Regions from separate parts of the Triticum aestivum genome. Here region 2 is linked to region 1. The links are chromatin contacts, called in public Hi-C maps. All regions are on one chromosome and are shown on one strand. Each heading gives the region's core, a stretch centred on a gene start, on an enhancer-like site or on the middle of the called end of the contact. The rest is flanking DNA. Distances are from core to core; before and after follow the strand shown. Region 1 holds the start of LOC123046294 (protein indeterminate-domain 4, chloroplastic). Region 2 holds the start of LOC123046295 (protein CHROMATIN REMODELING 19).

Region 1 (6,116 bases), core at 1,603-4,102:
TAGATTCGAGAAACTGGAGTACACTATGGATTCTCGCATTTTTGAGTTGGGTGTCAGACCAAGTCAAAAGAGTATAGTGCCACTCCTGTCCAGGTCTTGGAATCAATCCTAGCACAGGATGATGGCGTGATATCTACCTTGGATCAGGTCTCGAGTCCAGAACCGAGCACGGACCATGCATCTAGCCTGTTTGAGGAAGCACCAAGGCCATGATAGTCCGGATCTCAGGCTAGCTCCCATTGGACATGATGAGCCATGGATGAAAGCGAAAAGGCGCTTCTGAACGAGATGTTAGATCGAATTCAAAAGGTCGCAATCTTGGACGATGGGAATTTGGCTTACAATCATATCTATGAGGAGCCCAGAAAAGCTGGAACTTCTGCCCACCCACCACCAATCTAGTCATTAACTCGAGGACTTAACCAGAGTTTTAGTCAGCTCCTCCGAGGAGGCAACCGACATGGATGCAGACGTCAAACTTCAGACACCGCCCCACCTATGATGTCTACATGTTAGATACCCTCAAAGATAGTGGAGGAGTAGGAAACCCGAAGCAACGATGCAAAGGTCACCATAATGGGGGCACTGGCAACAACTATGCAAGAAACGGCGGTACACATAACAGTGATGTTGTTAATGGCTTAGCAGCTAATGGTGGCACCTGTAATGGCGACACCGGCGATAACAACGACAAGGCCAACAGGGATGATGACGACCCCAACTATGGCGACTACAACCCCGAGGTCGAGGAAGAGTGAAGCCTCGACCCCGATGACTATGATGCTTTTGAGCAGTCACTTGAGGGCCCTCAACTTGAAACCCTGCATAAACGGTTGGCCCATATGGCTAAGAGAATGAAAAACAAGTCTCAACATCTTAAGGAGGAAGAGGACTACCTGAATGACAGATGGACCGACTTACTCCAAGCCAAGCAGGCGTTTGAGGATAAGCTGTAACATACAGTTGCCAGGCGGCCCTACACCCATAGAAACTTGCTGGATGGAATCGATGTGGAGGCCGAGGATAGATTTTTTTTCTAAGAGCGAATGGGCTGAAGGCCTCAACCGCCCCGCTAGCAGCCGATCTCCTCAGACTGATGATCGACAAGCTGGAGCAAACAGACGTGCTCCCGAGGTACCCAAACGCAGAGGTGGAAACAATCCAACACAGATCCCCTCAAAGCTCGGACCAAAAGTCAATAGGGCTTCGAGGTCCGAACACCTACCTCGGTTGATCTACAAGCCAGGACAATGCCCACCTGCTAGACAGGCTGGATACTTGACCTGGTTGGCGAAGAACGATTATGTGCATGATTACACCCGCAATCGCACCATAACCATATCAAACATATGCCACACCATCGCAAGGGTCCGAGGAGCTGCTCATCCTCAATGCTTCGCAGATGTTGGAGATGGTACCACTCCAACGGACTGCTCCTCTGGGCCAACTCTCATGACTGGAACTCGCGACAATGCCACCTATTTCTCGGATATGTGTAGGAACCTCTCTCTCGTGTCCCAATACATGATCTCGATGGAGTAGGCACCGTCTCCCATTGTTCAACACCACCTTCATTGACATCCGAGGGGCATAGGACGGGATAACATGGGAGCGACACGTAGGGCATGAACCTCGAGATCCTCCATGGTGACGTGTCGGTCCTGTGTGCCACCATTATCGCCACACGAATCGCCTCCCGAGCCGCTCTCTATCAGGTCATTCCTCGGTAGATGTTGAGTTGTTGTGTTACCTCCCAGATTACAGTGTTCTTATTTACAATGGTGGTCGCAACAGCAATCTCATTATTTTTACATATCCTTGTAACATTCATTATCCTTTATTTTCTAGGTAATTCACCTATTGTCGTCTTCCTCTCTTCTTTCGTCGCCCTCAACACCAACTTCTGATGCCCGATGCATTTCCCTTATGTTGGGGAACCAATTACAAATCTCGTAGACCCGATCTAGCTTCTTTGATCCCGTCCCGTCACCGCCCTCAGGTGCTCCCAAGCCGCTCCCCACCTAATCTCTAGTAGTTAAGAGGCACTGGATCGCCAGATCGAAATTGCGGAATGGTCTCGGGGTGGTTGATCAGAATGAATTAGGGTGGAGTCATGGGGCTGGGCATAGGAAAGGGTAAGAGGGGAGCCGCTCGTGGGGTATGAACCTTGAAGTCCCCCATGGTGACGTCTTGCTCCCGTGTGCCACCATTATCACTACACGAATCACCTCATGAGTCACTCTAGGTCATTCCTTTGTCGATGGTGAGTTGTTGCGTTCCTCCCGGATTACATTGTTCTTGTTTACAACGGTGGCCGCAACGACAGTGTTTTTTTTTTACATATCAATGTAACGTTCTCTATGTTTTTAGTTTGCAGGTAATTCAATGGCAATACGCGGTGGTTGGTAACTTGGTATAGCCATTTTTTGTACCACAGATTGCGCAACAAAAAGTTCCTAGGCCGGTTTGCTCCTTTACAGATTTATGTTTGTGGCTTACTCATAAACGTTCAGATGGAGAATGTGATGTTTGTTGCACAACATGGCCAAACATATGCGTGCAAACTAGCATCATCAAAAAGGTTAAAACAGTCTAACAGAAGTTAGGTAACAGGGGGGATCCAAAGCCATGCTTTTAATTTGTAGTAACGTGCTAGCAAGGCACGAAACTTAAGCACACGGCTGCAATCGCACAACAATAAACCTCTAAAGAAAACCAAAACTAAACAAGGGGAAAAGAAAAGGCCTTGCGCGCGCGCGTGTGAGATGGCGAGAGGTAAGCCCCACGCAGCAGTCGGTGGACCCGACCCTCACACGCTCCACGACGCCGCTGGGCTGCGTGAGCTTGCCCCCGCCCCCATCCCCTCTCTCTTTCCTCTCCCCCTTTCTCCTGCTCCGGCCTGTATATATAATCCCCATCTTTTATATATTTCCATGGTGTGCATAGGCCTGGGAAAGAGCAGAGGCAAGATTTCAGCAATTAATTTTATAGAGCGAGAGGGGGGCATATAAGAGCGTGGGAGGGAAGAGATAGATAGAGAAAGAAAAGTATGACAAGGAGATGAAAGAAATGAGACAACAACCCTCTTAGCCTCTCCCCGGCCCTCTCCTCCGCCCCCTCTCCTCCACTTCTATCCCCTCAGTTTCAAGCAAGAGACGAAGCTAGCAGGGAGAGAGTGAGGTATCCCATGTTTTTTTTCCTCCTCCTCTAGTTCCTTGTTGCGTTCCTTTCCAAATTTTTAAATATCTGTATGTATGTGAGTTCTGTGGGTGTGGGTGTTTGCGAGCTTTTGTTCGTATGCCTTCTCTCTCTTTTTTTACTTTGTTTTGAGTGCAACTGTTTGTTTGTTTGGATTTCCCTGTCCACTTTGTTCTTTTGTTAATCTCGGAAGGGTCCTAAGCGGCCGAGGCCTTGGAGTTTTTCTCGGCTTCTTGTCGATTTGTTTGTTGTTTCAGATCGGTTCCAAGGTATATGAGATAGGTATAGCCATCACGCGCTCAGGGAATTTTGGGGCCTTTCCATCTGCTCCCTCTTCCTCCCAACCAGTTGTGCTTCTTTCGTCGTCTTCGTCCTTCTCCTCCTTAATTTTCCTCGGGGAGCAAGAGTCTTCCAGATCTCTCTCTCATGGTCGCTTGCTTGCATGCGCTGTGCAGTGTCAGTTTTTACTCTCTTAATTGCGACGTCTCACATGGAAAATCTTGCTTTGTTTCAGCGAAGGGGGAAGAAGAAGGAGCACTGCCAATCCAAGAACAATCCGGAGTTGGTGTGACGACGTAGGTTGGGAGGCGATGGCATCGAATTCATCGGCAGCGGCAGCGGCGGCGTTCTTCGGGATGAGGGATGGGGACCAGCAAGACCAGCTGAAACCGCTGATATCACAGCAGCAGCAGCAGCACCAGCAGCAGCTGGCAGCGGTGGCACTGTCCGGCGTGGGGAGCGCGGCGCCTGCTGCGTCCAGCCAGGGCGCTCCGGCGGCGGCACCACCGGCCAAGAAGAAGAGGACTCTACCCGGTAATCTAATCGTGGACCCTGGTTAATATTTCCAGTCATGCATGCTAACTGCAAGGTCTTGTCTGGACTGATTGGCGTCTTATCGTTTGGTTCCTGACAGTGCAAGCATCTTCTCTCACATGCGCACACTTGGGGTTTTCTCTCTCTATTTTTCAGTATCTTCTCTTTTATTTACTCAGTTACTTTCTGCTTTGTTTCTTGCTTGGTAGTGAATTAATACTTGGTACTGCTGGAGAATTTGCACCTTTTTTTGTGTGTAGTAACTGACGTGTGTGTAATTGAGCGACAGTCTGTTCTTGCTACTACACACGCCTTAATTTCACTCCCTAATTTCCCAGCTTGTACTCTTTTACTGTAACTCCTTAATTTCTCATCTATCCCTGGTTCACTGGATCCGTTCCCCTATACTCAGGGTCTACTTCAATTCGAAGTTAGCTGTAGCCTCGAGGAAGATACTTGGCCTTCAAGTCGCTCCTTGCTAATCAATACGAGTTCATTTAAAGCTCTGTACTATCACCTGAAAGGAGGACAATTAATTCAGGTGACGAACAGGAACTAGGGTACTTTACTCGTGGCTCTGGATCGAGTAGGCTCCTCCTTGTTACGGCCGGTTTCTTCTTCTTCCAAAGTCTCGTGTTCTCATCAGATCAGTCGGTTCCAAAATTTCTAACTCGATTTTTTTAGTTTTTATGTATCTTTGGTAGGAAAGAAGAACCGTATACTATACTAGTTGGATATATTTTTGAGGAAAAATATCCGGTTCTTATTTTTTTTCTTGCTCCAAGATTCCATGTACATGAGCTGTCATCCTCTCTACTGGAGCTCATTCAATTCTTTTCCCCAATTATGAGGTGCAAGCAGGAGCGAGGGCACAATCCATGACAATTCCTTTGTTCTCTATATCACTTCCTGCAAACTTCTTTCTTCCCCAAAATCTCATGCAAATATTCTCTTCTCCGTGCTCTAGTTTGTCTCTACTCTCTAGCTCACCGGCCCCCACCCAGGGAAGTAAGCAACGATATCTTCTCAAATCCGTGATTTCTACTAGCTCCAATGGGATTATTCACTCATTGATCATGTGCGAGCGCCTCACAGATAAGGAAAATTAATACTCCAACATTAAGAAATTTCCCACAGCATATAATTAATAAGACCCTTGCTCAAATATTTGCTCTTCTAGAAGCATATATATCCTTCCTACCTGTCCAAGCATGGAACGCCCTAAATATATGGCCACCCATTCTTAATTTCCAAGCGTTTTATTGATTGTCTTATGCATGACGTATCGAGTCATCAATTGGGATACCTTTTTTGTATGCAAAGCTAATTGTCATATTTGTATATATGCACTGTATTTGATGATGAAATGCATGGTGGAATTGGTTGCAGACCCGGACGCGGAGGTGATCGCGCTGTCGCCCAAGACGCTGATGGCGACGAACCGGTTCGTGTGCGAGGTGTGCAACAAGGGGTTCCAGCGCGAGCAGAATCTGCAGCTGCACCGCCGCGGCCACAACCTGCCATGGAAGCTGAAGCAGAAGAATCCGAACCAGGTGCAGCGCAGGCGCGTGTACCTGTGCCCGGAGCCGACGTGCGTCCACCACGACCCGTCCCGCGCCCTGGGCGACCTCACCGGCATCAAGAAGCACTTCTGCCGCAAGCACGGCGAGAAGAAGTGGAAGTGCGACAAGTGCTCCAAGCGCTACGCCGTGCAGTCGGACTGGAAGGCACACTCCAAGATCTGCGGCACCCGCGAGTACCGCTGCGACTGCGGCACCCTCTTCTCCCGGTAACTTACCAGCCACTGCTCCCTACCCAGCTTCTTCTACCTATATACTGTCTCCTGCATTTCTACCGCTCCGATGTCTACATAGATAGAATGTACGTGAAATCGATCAGGCCTCGCTGCATGCATGGCACTGCGCGTACATGCCATAATGGGCACTGCTTTGGTTTAGGGTTAGGGTTTTGAATGGCCTTGTGCCGATGTCGATGGACATTGTTGTTGTTCGAGCTCCTGCTTCCTTCCTTCTCTGGCTAGCCTGCTGAGAAGGAAAGCAATAGAGACGGCCGCGGGCGACGAAGGGGAGTGAGAGAGAGGGCGC
Region 2 (6,224 bases), core at 884-3,383, 660 kb before region 1:
TATCGGGATTACTTCTGAAGCTCTCGGTGAGAAATATTTGGGACTGCCCACTGCGGTGGGGAAATCTAAGGAGGGTACTTTTAAATATGCCCGGGAGAGTGCAAAGGGTAAGGTCACCGGCTGGAAAGGGCAAGGTCTATCGAAAAAGGCTCGGGAGGTGTTGGTCAAATCGGGGCTCCAGTCAACCCCAACATTCACCATGAGTTGCTTCCAACTTACCAAGAAATTGTGCGGGAACCTGACATCTATATCTTCTAAATTTTGGTGGGGTGAGGCAAATGGTGAGAAGAAGGTTCACTGGATAGCGTGGAAGAAAATGTGTGAGAGCAAGCAAGAGGGAGGGATGGGTTTTAGAGATATGGAAGCTTTCAACCAAGCACTACTCGCCAAGCAAGCCTGGAGATTATTGCAGGTCCCGTCTTCTCTTTGTGGACGCGTCCTCAAAGCACGCTACTATGATCATGGATCAATCCTAAATGCAACCTGTCCGAGTGGTGCATCGTACACTTTCAGAAGCATTTTGCATGGCAGAAATTTGCTTTTGGACGGTCTTATATGGCGAGTAGGTGACGGATCCACCATATGCATTCATCATGATAATTGGATCCCTCGCAAAGGCAGCCTACGGCCACTGGGCCAGGTGTATATACCGGGGATTACGAGGGTGAGTGATCTCCTAAATGATGAGGCTACCGGTTGGGATCGACACAAGTTGGAAGCAATGTTCACCAACGGCGATGTGCAGGATATTCTACAGATTTGCGTGGGTGGACCGGGTACGGAGGACATCCTAGCTTGGAATTTTACAAACACGGGAAAGTTTTCCGTCAAATCTGCTTACCACCTATGCATGGAGAAGAAGAAGGCGAGAACTGGACAGCCAGGATCGTCCTCTACTGCGGTGAACCACCGGAGTTGGTTGGCGTTGTGGGGCACCAACGCGCCAGGGAAAGTATTGATCCATGCGTGGCGGTTGATCAAGAATGGATTGGCGGTAGGTTCGGAGCTTCTTCGCAGAAGGATCAAGCCCGGTGTTTTCTGCCCAGCGTGTGGGAGGGAAGAAACGGTATATCACAGATTCTGGGGCTGCTACCATTCCATACTTTTTTGGAAGGAGCTGAACTCGGTATTGGGTGCAAGGGTGGCGATCCCACCTTGGTCGACGGACACCCAGAGTTCGGTTGCATCATGGCTGCTTCAGTGGTTTGCGGATTCTTCAGAGGACGAGAAATTAGCGATGGTTCAGGGCTTGTATGCGATATGGCTGGCAAGGAATGAAACCCGGGATGGGAAACGAATTGAGGAGGCCAACATGGTGGCGAGGAGGGTAGCAGCGATCATGGAGGAATGGAAGAAAGTACGGGGCCAAAAGGAGAACTCAACACCTCCTCCCCAACGCGCTAGATGGGAACCACCGGCATCAGGCTGACTCAAGGCCAACGTCGATGGCGCTCTGTCGCGGACGGGGCAAAGTGGAGGTGGCGGAGTGGTGTTCAGAGATGAGGAGGGTGCCTTCAGAGGTGCGGATGCAGTTTTTCACCCGGATATCACATCGGCAGAGTTGGCGGAGCTGTTGGCATGTAGGAGGGCGGTCGAACTAGCGCTGCAAAGAGATGTGCCCAAGCTCCACTTGGAGACCGACTGCCTTAATGTGGCTAGGATGCTAAATGAGCAAGATCGAAATCTGTCCGTGGTGGGTATCTTGGTGGAAGAAATCAAATTGATGGCCACAAACTTGGGGGAGTTCAGAGCTACTTGGGTGAGAAGGGAGGCAAATAAAGCGGCTCATGAGATTGCCCGTTTCGGTTTCTGTAATAATGTTCGGTGTCGTGGGAGATGTCCCCCCAGATTGTATTTTAAGCATTGTTTCTGATGAACTTCCTAATTTAGTTTAATAAAGGGAAGGAGTGAATTTCAAAAAAAAAAAAAGAATCATCGGTCCACCGTCCATCTCATTGGTCTGACGGCAACACGGCCCTCTGCCACGACTCCCAAACACAGTGACGTACACCGCTCATACACGCCAGGGAAAGATATTCCAAAACTTTTTGGAAAAAACAAACACCACCCCTGAAAACGGCAAAATTTAACGAATCGTCCTCCTCCTGGGAGGCAATTGGCGCTCTGTTCGGCGCCGCTCCGTTTTCCCCATTCTCTAGGGCCGCCAAAGTTTCCCGGCCTCCTCGTCTTCGCCCCCAATTCTCCCGCTCACCCCCTGCCGCCGCCGCCGCCTCGGATCCTCGCCTACTAGGAGAGCAGCACCATACCCGCCCCCCTCGCGCGCCTCCCCCCGAAACCCTAGACCCCAGAGGAACCCGCAGGCCCGCAGCCGCCGCCCCGATGCGGCGGGATTTCGAGGAGATCTCCGACGACGAGTGGTCGAACCACACCTTCAAGCCCTCCCGGGTCCTCAAGCGCCCCCACCGGAGCCCCCAGCCGCCCGCGCGGCCTCCCCCTCCCATCGATTCGTTCCGCTACGACCCCAAGGCTTCCTCCGCCGTCGGCACCAGCAACGGCGCCGCCGTCGTCCTCTCCGACGACGACGACGACGACGACGACTTCGACCTGGGGAAAAGCGTCAAGGCGCGCCGCGCCGAGGATAGCTCGCGCGTGCTCAAGCGTCCCCAGCACAAAAGCCCGCCTAGGCGGGCCACGCCGTCCACCCAATCCTCCCGGCACAACCCTAAACCCTCCAAGGCCGCCATCGTCGCGGCGCTCTCCGACGACGACTTCGAACCCGAAGACGAATTCGACCCCGAAGACGACGATTTCGACCTCCCTGCTTCGAGGAGATCGCGGCCGCGCCCTTCCACTGGCCGACGGCTGGCAACCGCCACCATTGATCTCTCCGAGGAAGAGGAAGATTTAGACCTCACATTTGAGGACTCCGACCTCGCCGATGATGACTCTGATCTCGCAGATGATGATTCCGACCACCCTGCTCCGAGGTCATCACGGCCGCGCCGCACCACTGGTCGCCGATTCGTGATCGAGGACGATGATGACAGTGATGGCTCCGTGGCTGCTGGTGTGGTGGAGGTAGGAGATGAAGAAGAGGATGATGGGGTGAACTGGTCGGAGTTGGAGAACGAGGATGATGAAGATGGGGACTACAATGGGCAGAGTAGTGTGAAGGCAGATGAGGTGGAAGGGGATGTGGTGGGGAAGGCATTGCGCAGGTGCTCACGGATTTCGGTTGATCTGAGGCAGGAGCTGTATGGTTCTTCAGCACGGAATTGCGAAAGCTATGCTGAGACAGATGCCTCCACCGTCCGGATTGTCACTCAGGTACACTTATCAGTTTTGATGCAGTTTACAGGTCTTGAACTATTGAGTTTTTGTCTTCTGATGCAATGGGATATGAGAACAGGAAGATGTGGATGCAGCATGCACAAGCGAGGACATGGAATTCAACCCGGTGCTGAAACCATACCAGCTTGTGGGGGTCAATTTCCTTCTACTGTTGCATCAGAAAGGCATCGGCGGAGGTGATTTTCTGTGAATTGAAATTTTGAACCCGAAGATGCTTGTTGCATCGGAAAGGCATCTGCCAATGAAGTGGTCTTTGCTCAAACTATTGCTTCCTTTTCATCAGTAACATCTAGCCATGACATCAAACTGATGGATCTGAGTTCACCCCACTTGTTTATTGTCAGTTGCATTTAGTTCGCTAAGTACTCCCTCTGTCCGGAATTACTTGTCGCAAAAATGGATAAAGTTGGATGTATCTAGAATTAAAATATGTCTAGATACATCCATTTCTCCGACAAGTATTTCCAGACGGAGGGAGTAGTAAATACATGATAACATGGCACTTGTCACTGAGCATCCTATTCTTTCGATCCTTATGCTGCCTTTGTCTTCTAAAACGAGCAGTTGGTAAGTCTTCTTAGGTACAGGTATTCGAATTTACTGTAAAGGTGCGCCGAGTAAAAATATTTACATTGTAACTATCAGAATTTTCATGCGGTACAGAAAACCTTGTCTTGTCATGTGCTAATGTACCGTGTTAGTGCTTGCTGGTCTGCAAGACTGAAACAATGTTGTCTTGCATTACATATATTATGTTTGTGAGGTTATCAGAGTAGTACCAGTCAACGCTCATACTGGTTCTTTCCATTTTTTCTTATCATGTTCTAACTTTCCCCAGCTCAAAAGACTATTATTCATGTTAGCCTTCTCTCCTTTCTACAGCAATTTTGGCTGATGAAATGAGGTACAGGTATTTGAATTTACTGTAAAGGTGCACCGAGTAAAAATATTTACATTGTAACTATCAGAATTTTCATGCGGTACAGAAAACCTTGTCTTGTCATGTGCTAATGTACCGTGTTAGTGCTTGCTGGTCTGCAAGACTGAAACAATGTTGTCTTGCATTACATATATTATGTTTGTGAGGTTATCAGAGTAGTACCAGTCAACGCTCATACTGGTTCTTTCCATTTTTTCTTATCATGTTCTAACTTTCCCCTGCTCAAAAGACTATTATTCATGTTAGCCTTCTCTCCTTTCTACAGCAATTTTGGCTGATGAAATGAGGTACAGGTATTCGAATTTACTGTAAAGGTGCACCGAGTAAAAATATTTACATTGTAACTATCAGAATTTTCATGCGGTACAGAAAACCTTGTCTTGTCATGTGCTAATGTACCGTGTTAGTGCTTGCTGGTCTGCAAGACTGAAACAATGTTGTCTTGCATTACATATATTATGTTTGTGAGGTTATCAGAGTAGTACCAGTCAACGCTCATACTGGTTCTTTCCATTTTTTCTTATCATGTTCTAACTTTCCCCTGCTCAAAAGACTATTATTCATGTTAGCCTTCTCTCCTTTCTACAGCAATTTTGGCTGATGAAATGAGGTACAGGTATTCGAATTTACTGTAAAGGTGCACCGAGTAAAAATATTTACATTGTAACTATCAGAATTTTCATGCGGTACAGAAAACCTTGTCTTGTCATGTGCTAATGTACCGTGTTAGTGCTTGCTGGTCTGCAAGACTGAAACAATGTTGTCTTGCATTACATATATTATGTTTGTGAGGTTATCAGAGTAGTACCAGTCAACGCTCATACTGGTTCTTTCCATTTTTTTTTATCATGTTCTAACTTTCCCCTGCTCAAAAGACTATTATTCATGTTAGCCTTCTCTCCTTTCTACAGCAATTTTGGCTGATGAAATGGGTCTCGGCAAGACAGTCCAGGTAAGCAAGCTTACAGTGTTTTAAGTAAAAATGAAAATAATCAATCATCGTAATCTGGTAGTACTAAAGCATGATAAGTTAGCTTGTTCAAATTTGATGTTTTTGCGCCCTGTCCATTATTATTGTGTCCTAATGGACTGTTGTTCATGTGTTTTTTTGTCATTATGCACACATACTATAAAATGCAACTTGATTGTAGCCTTTTGTGACATTTCCAAGAATAAACTGATTAGTAGGATTTGCCCTATACTTGAGTGCCGATTCATTATTCATTTCTTAATGTTTGAATTTGGTCTCATTATTTACAGGCTGTGACTTACCTTAATCTCTTGCAACATCTATATGATGACCCGGGTCCACACCTGATAGTTTGCCCAGCTTCAGTGTTGGAAAATTGGGAAAGGGAACTTAAGAAGTGGTGTCCTTCGTTTTCGATCATCATGTTTCATGGTGCTGGAAGGACTGCCTTCTCAAAGGAGTTAAGTTCCTTAGGCAAAGCAGGATGTCCAGCTCCATTTAATGTCCTACTTGTTGGCTACTCGCTCTTCGAAAGACGGAGGTTTGTAGTCCCTTAGGGTGGAAAAACAGAATATCTTATGGAGATTCACTAATGATTCTGCATATTTTTAGAAGATTTATGTGCTGCTTTGATCCATAATGCAGTGCTCAACAAAAGGATGACCGCAAGGCACTCAAAAGATGGAAATGGAGTTGTGTATTGATGGACGAAGCACACGTGCTGAAAGATAAGGGCAGCTTCCGATGGAAAAACCTTATGGCTGTTGCACAACATGCTCATCAGCGGCTAATGCTGACGGGAACTCCACTTCAAAATGATTTGCATGTGAGTCTTGATACAAGTGTCCAACTTAAGCTTTATTTTTTCCTCTGATACCCTATGATGCCATTGTAGTTAAATATATCACGACACATCTGCCCGTTGATACAGAAATATTTTTTTTTCGAGAAAACGCAAGAGACTTTGCGTTTCATTTCATTGAACAGGAAGACATCAGGGGT

What was found. A called contact is a pair of places that touch in the nucleus more often than the background predicts.
Region 2: a Hi-C map of leaf shows a contact between it and region 1, with 3 times the contacts expected there. The contact joins the promoter of LOC123046295 here to the promoter of LOC123046294 in region 1. A contact is called at or near these places in 2 of 5 Hi-C or Micro-C datasets (both in leaf).

Annotation. Positions count from the first base shown.
Region 1 is chr2B:613,118,939-613,125,054 of IWGSC CS RefSeq v2.1, reverse strand. It overlaps LOC123046294 (protein indeterminate-domain 4, chloroplastic), which reads left to right and starts at 2,852. Exons shown (of 4, transcript XM_044469618.1): 1 at 2,852-3,180; 2 at 3,713-4,011; 3 at 5,401-5,800. The coding sequence starts at 3,789.
Region 2 is chr2B:613,778,850-613,785,073 of IWGSC CS RefSeq v2.1, reverse strand. It overlaps LOC123046295 (protein CHROMATIN REMODELING 19), which reads left to right and starts at 2,133. Exons shown (of 12, transcript XM_044469620.1): 1 at 2,133-3,288; 2 at 3,371-3,488; 3 at 5,164-5,204; 4 at 5,513-5,763; 5 at 5,868-6,048. The coding sequence starts at 2,341.